Regions from separate parts of the Gasterosteus aculeatus genome. Here region 2 is linked to region 1. The links are chromatin contacts, called in public Hi-C maps. All regions are on one chromosome and are shown on one strand. Each heading gives the region's core, a stretch centred on a gene start, on an enhancer-like site or on the middle of the called end of the contact. The rest is flanking DNA. Distances are from core to core; before and after follow the strand shown. Region 1 overlaps LOC120809565 (PDZ domain-containing RING finger protein 4). Region 2 holds the start of gxylt1a (glucoside xylosyltransferase 1a).

The links. A called contact is a pair of places that touch in the nucleus more often than the background predicts.
Region 2: a Hi-C map of skeletal muscle shows a contact between it and region 1, with 5 times the contacts expected there. The contact joins the promoter of gxylt1a here to the enhancer-like site in region 1. A contact is called at or near these places in 3 of 6 Hi-C or Micro-C datasets (skeletal muscle and tail fin).

Annotation. Positions count from the first base shown.
Region 1 is chrX:20,087,224-20,091,748 of fGasAcu3.hap1.1, forward strand. The region is part of intron 2 of LOC120809565 (PDZ domain-containing RING finger protein 4); the gene reads left to right. Among protein-coding and RNA genes, the nearest start is that of LOC120809565, 9.1 kb to the left of the region's middle. Within about 2 kb of position 2,103, at least 1 of the 9 cell types and tissues checked has open chromatin away from gene starts, as enhancers often do.
Region 2 is chrX:20,197,836-20,202,360 of fGasAcu3.hap1.1, forward strand. It overlaps gxylt1a (glucoside xylosyltransferase 1a), which reads right to left and starts at 1,978. Exons shown (of 10, transcript XR_013451280.1): 1 at 1,456-1,978; 2 at 840-932; 3 at 330-513; 4 at 1-98. It overlaps LOC120809432 (YY1-associated factor 2), which reads right to left. Exons shown (of 4, transcript XM_040163232.2): 3 at 3,650-3,802; 4 at 2,708-3,534. The coding sequence ends at 3,294.

The sequences.
Region 1 (4,525 bases), core at 853-3,352:
GTTTTAAGTTTCATAGGTGTTGTTTTTTCTAATACGCCAGACATTGAGATTAGCATATTCCAGATGCCAAAGCTCTAGTTTTGGACCAACCAAGAGGTGGGGAGTAGCCTAAATCGTGCACCTCCAGTGGGTTTTGTCCTTGGCCGTGAATGTCTGTTTGCATGTATTTACTTAAATAGCCCATTCAGGTTGTTCTAGGCAGCGGGTGTGAAAAAGACCACCCCGCTCGTATAGGAGGAGCACTCTGGGTAGATTCGTCGCAAACCTGCTGAAAGGCCCCTTTTTATTAATGTCAGCGGGATGTTGGTTAGTTTGGTCTGTGGGAGACCTGAGCTCAGAATAACCGTTTAGATATTCGCACTTTAATGTTAATCGATGTCCCTATTTAGTCTTTGAAAACATCTGCCTTATATTAACACAGCAGCCAGCAGTACATACTCTCTTTGTGAATGTTGAAGTAGTTGAGGTATTTACTCTTGGGTAGATGGTCTAACTTTATTCCTGTGCACACTGGGCCTGCTTCTGTTAGAATGTGGTCTCTGTATCGGCTTGTCTGCCCGAGTACCTGCTGACAGTTTCTGTGCCGTTTTCCCAGGAACAAGGCCCGAGCAGATGTTCATGTATTGTAGCTGCGGTCTCAGGTGCACTGCAGGAAGCACTCGCTGACGGGAGCGATTCATCATTTCAGTTATCCGGGAGGGGGGGGGAACGCCTGGCTTTATTCAACCATTAATGACTTTAGCCCCGCCGGCCTCCGCCCGCGTTCCTATAGCGAGAGACTCCGAGTTGGGGATTCATCAGTCGACATCTGGAGGAATGTCTCGTCTGAAACAGGAGGCTGAGTAGTAACTGATGAACTTTCCAGGTCACATCCTAGTGTTGGATGTAAAGGAATCCCACTGCGTACATGTAGCTTCGTATTTATACTCATGCACAAGAACAGACACAGGTTTATATGTGCACGTACTAACAGATATCTTTAACATATGCACTTATTGTTCAACATAATGATGTCATGTAAAAGCTCCACTGTGCACAAAACCTCTCCAACCAAACACTCCCCGTCCGTGTGACTAAATGTCTGCGGTCCAGTCTAAAGTCATCGGCCCCCACTGGGGGGCTCGGTTAGGCAGTGACCCGATGCCTTTTGAACTCTGGCAGACCTGCTGTAATGACTCCTTCTAGTCTCGATAAACATGTGGCTTAACCTACAGCTGTTACAAGGTGATTACAGAAAAAGCCTTGAGTCAGCATGTGCATGTGCACACACACACACACACACTCTCAGCCGTGGCCACTCTAGCATCAAGGTTCTCCACACAGCTTGTAATGAGTGTGTAAATGAGGTAAAGTCGTGGCTAGCTCTTCCAGTAGAGCTTAGCCAGTTAAAAGGGCTAATTAGTTTAAATTAAATGGTCGGTTGAAGAACATTTTCATAATCCTTTTTTGCATTTCAATGTGTTGGTTTTAGTCCTCTGTTAGTTCCCGGATCTGTTCTTCTTGTTTTGGCTGCTGGCCTACAGAAAAAAACTATGGCTGGGCAGTTTATTCATATTATATCACTGGTTCTCTTGAATAAAAACATATATTATTATTACTATATTATTCTTATCACTGTTTACTTTCTTGTTCTTCTGGGTTTGTATCCTCATGGTTGAAATGCCTGAAATGTCGCTTTGGATAAATGCCATGTAATGTAACTATAATCTTTGATTATATCATGATAAAACAAAGCCTTGGTCGTGGTCACTGTTACATGAAGCAAGCTGGAGTAGCAGCGCATGTATGGTGCTGTCGGATCCATTGCACATTGCCTCGGTGGATCATGTCGGGCTGCACACCACAGCCGCTGTCAGGGACGACCGGGACGTTACCTTTTGGCCTTTCACTGGTAGCGGCAAATGATCAAAAGCCTCGTGCCTGCAGACTGTATTTGCTGCACATTCATGTGCAAACTGAATTACGGAGGGCTCTGCTTTTGTCGACAGGAGGATTAGGACTTAATTACGCTGCCATCTAGTCGGAGAAACAACTGTACAGTCGGAGACTGGTGCAGTGCATTAGGGAGGTGTTGAGGAGAGGGATAAGCTGCCAGGTGCGTCCAGGGTATTAGCAAACACTGGCGCGGCACTGTGCGCCTGCCAAGACGAGGGATCGAAACAAGCCCACCCCTTCTGCATCCTCGCTCCCGTTTCCTGGTGAAAGACACACTCGGCTATTTCAGGCATTGTTGAGTGGAGGAAAACAGCGACACAAATGTTCAGATCAGCCAAGCGCAACATGCTAAATGAAGGCAAACACACAGAGGCAGATTTGGGTGGAAATTGCTTTTGTGTATCAGTGACTTTTGCTTATTGGTATCTAGTCAAGCAGACTGTTTTCTTTGTCTAAATGCAATGATATCCACGGGTTTGGGGGTCCACATTGCACTGAAAAAAGATATTTCCTTCTCTTTTTTGCAAGGCAATAACTAAAAATGAAATCCAGGGCATTTGTCTAAATCTAGCTCTATAAACCATCGAGGGGGAAAAAAGAATATTTGAATCAACTCTTGAAGGTTGCAGCATACAATCATACACGCAAACATGTCGTACCAACGAGGTATTTTAACCTAAAGCAAAGTGGCCCACTGACCAACCTGCATTGTCATCACTAGAAGCGCTGTCATTATTTTAGAATAAGTGATATAAGAGGATTTCAATATTTACGTTGCATGCCGTACAATAGCATATTCTTTCTTTTTTCACATTTTACCACCTGTCTTGCTTGTCGTGACAAAGGATAGCCTTGTCAGCTAAAAGAACGCCTCGATGCGTCCTCTTTCTCAAACACAAAACTGAATATTAGTTTTCTTTCATTATTTTTGGACCTTTTTATTTCTGTCTCAAAGACTCATTCCATAATTACATGAAAATATCATTTGAACAGCAGCTATCTTAAACATTCGGTCTCCCTTATGTGAATGAGTGGTCTCCTTCCGGCGGTGGCGTGACCTCTGAGCTCAAAGCATTATTTTTTACAGCTTGATGGAGCTGTTTAATTCACTTCCAATCACCGCCATCATGTTATGGCTGGAATTGAGGCAGCAGGCTCAGACGGATGTGTTTTTAATCAGTTACATGGCTCACAGAGACGCGGAGTATGAATATTCATTGTGAGCCCTGTTATCATACAGATGGTGCGTAGTTTTAATCATAACAGTTTAGCTATCTTAAAAGGAATCGTATTAAATTAAACTTAAACCGGTCGAGCACATAAATGAAATGAAGGTTGTAACGATGACTGTGACACAAATGAAAGCTACGGATCAAGTTGGCCTTTCAGTTGAAGCGGTTATGCCAATTTGACGCCACATTTGTTGCTAATTAGTTTCATCTTTTTAGGTGTTTGTCAGGTTGGAGCTCGAGGCTTGAATATTATTGCTTTCCAGTCTATAGCAGTGGAGGCGTTTCTGTCTCCAGTTCTTGTTTCTGCTCAGCAGTGCACAATATAATCCTTGTTTTCATGCCACTTCACAGCCTTCCTTTGTTCCATCCCACTTCTAATAACTGTTCTCTTGCAAAGTATTTCAACAGATTTTCCTGATCTTCCTGTGTTCTAAAAATAGTGTTTTATATGGCTGTCAATAGATTAACAAACAAGTTAACAAATTAACTAATTAATCGCATATTTAGAAATTCATTAACAGCGATTAATGAATGTTGTTGTTGTTGTTACAATGTCGTTTATAATGAATGTTTGTCTTAAAAGTAATGAGTAATCACTTCAGAATGCGTGTATTTTACACCCTGTTGTTGTTTAGTTCATGTTATTTTAAACACAGAACTACACACATGTGATCATCTTGGAGGCAGAATTCCACCGGGTGGAACATGTTGAACCAGTGACTCTCCCTGTTGGTCTTTTAGGGTCTTTTAGGGACACAGTGGTGGTCCTCTGCATACTGTGTGCCCCGCGGGGTAACGCTAGACGTTGAGATGGAAGTAGCATAGCAGCTAGCTTAGCATAGCGGTGCTTTAAGGGGTCCGTTTGCCACTCAGCCCCCTTCTGTTAGACACGTGGAGTAATTCCTCTGCACAGTTCTCTGCTCTGTGTCGCGCCTCTTTGTTTTACTTCCAATGCAAAAAGCTCTCGCTGTCTTGCTTTCTCTGATGTAACTGACCGTCAGCTTCCAGTTTACTCACGGGACCGGAAACAAACGTTAAAATACCCCCCCCATAGATTAACGTGTTAATGTCGAGAGCCCTGGTTTAAAGCAATTCCTTCCCTCGTAAACTATTCTTTACTAGTTGCTTTTGGTGTGTCAATGCCACCAGTTGTGGAGTAGAACTAAACTCAGTAAAGAATGTTCCTTGTGTCGCTGCACGCTCGCGCACACGCAGTGGCCGAGACTGTAGCACCTTGGATATGTGCGTTTCACAGCGCGGGGCACTTGCGTCGTTTTTTTTCTTCCTCGACTTCATTTCCTGCTAATTGATCTCCAGAATGTGGAGCAGGAGGCCGATGGCAATCTGCGTGCGTGCGT
Region 2 (4,525 bases), core at 728-3,227, 110 kb after region 1:
AAGAGCTTCTTCCACTCTTTGGCATTCTCCGCGGGAAAAGTAATGGGGTAGATGGTGTAGTTAAACTTGGTCTGAATGGTCCTGGGCCACGAGTCCAGCTTTACCAAAACAATAGCACAAAGAAAACTTTCAGATCAACAAAGTTGATATTTAAGATTTGAGCACCTCTGGAAAAGGAATACTACACTTTGAGGATATTCACAGATGTACTTGCACAAGTTGTGCCATGGTTGCAGTAAGGCCTCCTACATGTTTCTAAATGGCATTAGATGTAATCAAAATGAGCTATTGATTATAAAATCACTACACCAGTAAAGGCAAGTTCTTACAGCATTTCGGAAGTGCTCGTGCAGATCATCCTCAGCGAAGACGTAAAAGTGCAGAGATTTGTGGCTGAGGAGCACAGCAGACTTCAACATGGCGAGTGTCTCCTCTAGCCGGGGGCCACAGGCCACCACCGCCAGGTGACTGCTCCCACTACCGCGTTCCTCCAGTTCAGAGCCTGACCTCTTTCTAAGAGCCAGGAAGAAAAGTAAAAACCAGTCATCAACCAGAGTTTGTATTCATTACCACAGCGTGGATACACGGACGTAGCGAGGGATCAGCGGACTCGTGCTCAGCCACGTGGATCATATCTCTGCCAACGTGATAACATGCGATGCTTTGAGTTTATGACTTCAGGGTCAAGAGTGGTTTCAAGGTACACTGATAGTCCAGCGATGGGCCCAGCATTTACCTTGAGATGTTGATATTAATGTAGGTGAGAGTTGCAAGTTGAAGTCGAAGACTTGTCAATAACATTGATGTATATCAAAAAAGATTCACAAAATCAGTCATACCTAATGGATGATTCCAATAAGCAGTTCACTCCACACACACCAGCGGGCAGACTCCAATGTGGCTCCCAGTAGGAAACGGGCAGTTTTTTACACCTGACAGAATAAAAACATGATCTTAGTGTTAAATAAATCTCTTAAAATCAGACGCGTGAAGGGACGGTCTTCGGGTTGACGTTAATTGTTTAACAAGCGGCCTATTAGTTAGTCAACGTTAATTAGCTAAACTAATGTTAATAGTTAACGTTAATTAATTAAACCAGCCAACAGGTGGCAGCTTTACAATGAACAGAATAGCATTAGCAATGTGCAAAGCATAACCTTATGGACCGTGGGTATTTAAAACACCGCAATTAAAAAGGCTAAGTAACGATACATTTTCAATGGTACGTTTAATCATCAGCTCGGCTTCTTAGCGTTAAGTTAAATATTCTTTACCTGTTTTCCATTCTTTAAAACGAACTTTAGCATTTAAATTAAAGTTTCAACGGTAACATTATTTTGGTCCAATCCTAACAGAAGCTAACCTGTCGCTAGTTGCAAAGTTATAGAAACTAGCGAAGGTAAAATGTGCTCAGTCTAACGTGGCATAGATTAGCTACTTAGCCGGGCTAGCTACCGTCCAAGCCCTCGGTCGCGGTCTCGTAGGCCCGCCGATCCTGGGGTTCTCCTGAGAAGGTGTCCGGTGTCATGGCTGTGCCCGCCGGGTTTCCCCGGCGCTTTCAGGTCGCGGTCTTCCAAGGTGGAGGCTACTTGACTGAACACGTACATCAGTGAAAGCAAGGTGGAAACCATGCACGGGAGAAATGCTCGATGGTAGCATCGCATTTTGCATTTAAATGGTCTGCGCTAACTGGACATTTTGGTCGTTGATCTCAGCTAACGTTGCTATCTGACGGTACGAGCTAACACATGTTATCTAAACAAAGCTAAAGCAAAGAGCACAGCTGCGGTTTACAGGTTTCTGCTCCACCCACAACCGTGTTGTGCTCATTCTCCTTATTGTGAAAGGTCGCGTGTACCTGTGCGGTGACCTTTTGAGTCCCGCAGGATGGGAACCCGGCCCCAAACATTCTGATAAATGGTTGCAAAAGTCAGCCCAAGTCCCACTTCCGTGGCATGTGGTAACCTTAGTTAAGAGTGACGACTGTGGAAGTTGTACATGTACATTATTTCTCAGGATGATCTACACGAGCACTTCCGAAGTGCTGTAAGCGTTTTCCCCGTCGACACCAGGACTTGCATTTACTGGTGTAGTGATTTTAGAATCAATAAAAGTGCATCAAGGTTTCACTCATTGCTTGTATGGGCCTTTCTTTCTATAGCAAGGAACATGGGGCAAGGTAAAGAAAAGTCCACATACTAACCACTAACCCTCTTTATAATGTGGAAAAAGGTCAGCATTCAAAAATATGCCGTCCCTGCAGGACGTGTTCGCTTCTAGGACCCTGAAGCGAGCTAAAAAGATGGTAGCCGACCCCTCTCACCCCGGACAAAACCTGTTTGTGCCCTTTCCATCTGCAGGAGGCTGAGGTCCATCAGGACTAAGACCTCCCGCCACACGAACAGTTTCTTCCCGTCGGCAGTCGGGCTCATCAACAGAGCCGGTCCCCCACTGCCTGACTATAACATTCCACCGGTCACTTTATTTCATATTGCACACGTCACTAACTTTTATTATTTTATTTTAAGCTAACCCATAGCCTTATACTACTAATACATAGCATTATTTATTTTTTCTGCTGTTACGCACCAACCACCAAGTCAAATTCCTTGTATATCTGACATATTATGGCAATAAATGTTTCCTGATATAAACCATTCTCTAGATGAAACCATGCTTAACTCTACCAAGTGAAAGAGAAGCATACTTAGAACAAATATTTAGTATATTTACTCAGATGTTAGACAGTAAAAAAAAAAAATTATGGCATTCAAAGCAATAAAATGAGAGCTGGATAAAGCAAACAACCAGCAGTGTTATGATTTACTGATAATGGAAAAAAGGTCAACGCTAAAAAATGTTAAACATAGAACGCCATTAAGTGCAAATAAAACTCAACTGTTAACAAAACTCAAGGGTGAACAACACTTGTGAGATTCTCATTTTCTTTCACAATCCGTCAAGCAATCTGTGCAGCAACGACCGACGCAGTGTGACGCTGACGCAAAACTGAAGTGTTAAAACACAAGTAACTACAAAACGTGGCAAAAATCCAGGATTTAATGCTACGGTTTAATTCTTTCAGTTCATCGCGACAGTTCTTGTTCTCGAGCACACAGCAGACTCCTGAACTCTTTTGTCATGGAAAAGGCAGTGAAAGATATCGTCCTGAAAAGAGGTCAACGCGGTCATGTTTGAATTTGTACTTTCATTAATGCAAGTGGAGGTTGAATCTCCGGTTGAGGCCGTAGGGAGGGCAGGAAGACGGGTTGTGCTGCCTGGGAGCGTGGAGGTTAGTGTGTCTCTCCGTTCACCGGCGATCCTTCTGCGTGGGGCGTAGTGCATCTGGAGACTCCTCGTTCAGTGTTATCGGAGCTTGAGCCACTTTGACTGTGTTGGTCCGCTGAGGCGGCGCTTGTCGGCGTGGAGGTGGGTTTGGCTTTCTCCTTAAAGTCTGTGATTATTACTGTCAAGTCTCCAACTGTGACCTCCAGATGCTGCGCGCTGCTCCGGTCTATGTTTTTTAACCTGGGCCTGGTGGGGAGACAAACCAACAGAAACAAAACACATTTGAGATCAACTCGGTGACGCGATCGGAGACCACTGAATATGACGAGTGATTCCACCATTTACTTTATAAACAAATTACCTCATCTTTTTATGGCCTTTCTTTTTCAGTGTTGGTTCTTTATCACTTTTGTCTTTCTCTGATTTTTCTTTCTTCTCCTTTTTGGGGAGCGTGGGTGGCGCAAACTGCTGATTCGCTTGCTGTGAAACCAGCTGAGAAACAGGCCGTGGTTTTCTAAAAGAGACAAAAAAAAAAACAGTCAATGGGCTGATAGTTACTTACTATAGTATCCAGGGGCACACAGGTAGGGTGTGCGCCAATGTACTGTGTTACTATTCAAATTTGACTAGGAAGCTAAAAAGAGATCCTTTCCTGCACCACATCACTCACAATTCGAAAAAAGAAATCCATGGTTAATTTACAGTGTAGAATTACATTTGTAAATTTGAGGCTTCAGCAGTTTGTCAAATAAAGTGGGCATGTTTCAAAAATGTTCACTAGGTTTCCTTGATAACAGCAGGGGAGCTATAGTAACATTAAAAGGTCTTTGAACATGAGAAACCATTAGTTAACGAATTGGTCTCAATGTCCACCGCCTGCTGTTTTAAGACAGACTTGAAAACAAACAAATTTATCGTTTTTGAACGGATATTCTTAAAAAGGTATTAAAGCAAATTAAAATATTTCCCCTGCATTGTGCAAACCCCCCCATGTGTTCCCAAGCTCATGAAGACCCAGTCTGTTTATATTCAACCCATGCTTTAAAAACAGGAGGATCATTAGGTTGCGTTTGCCACTGGACTTTTATGCTGCAATACAAAATACAATAAATCATTTCATCACTTGGCTTTTTGTAGAGTGAACCGGTACTTTAGCTTGCAGTTATTTAGTTATTTTTAGAGATTTTGCACAATGAACTCAATTGGATTAGAATGATGAGGATTGGACAATACTGTG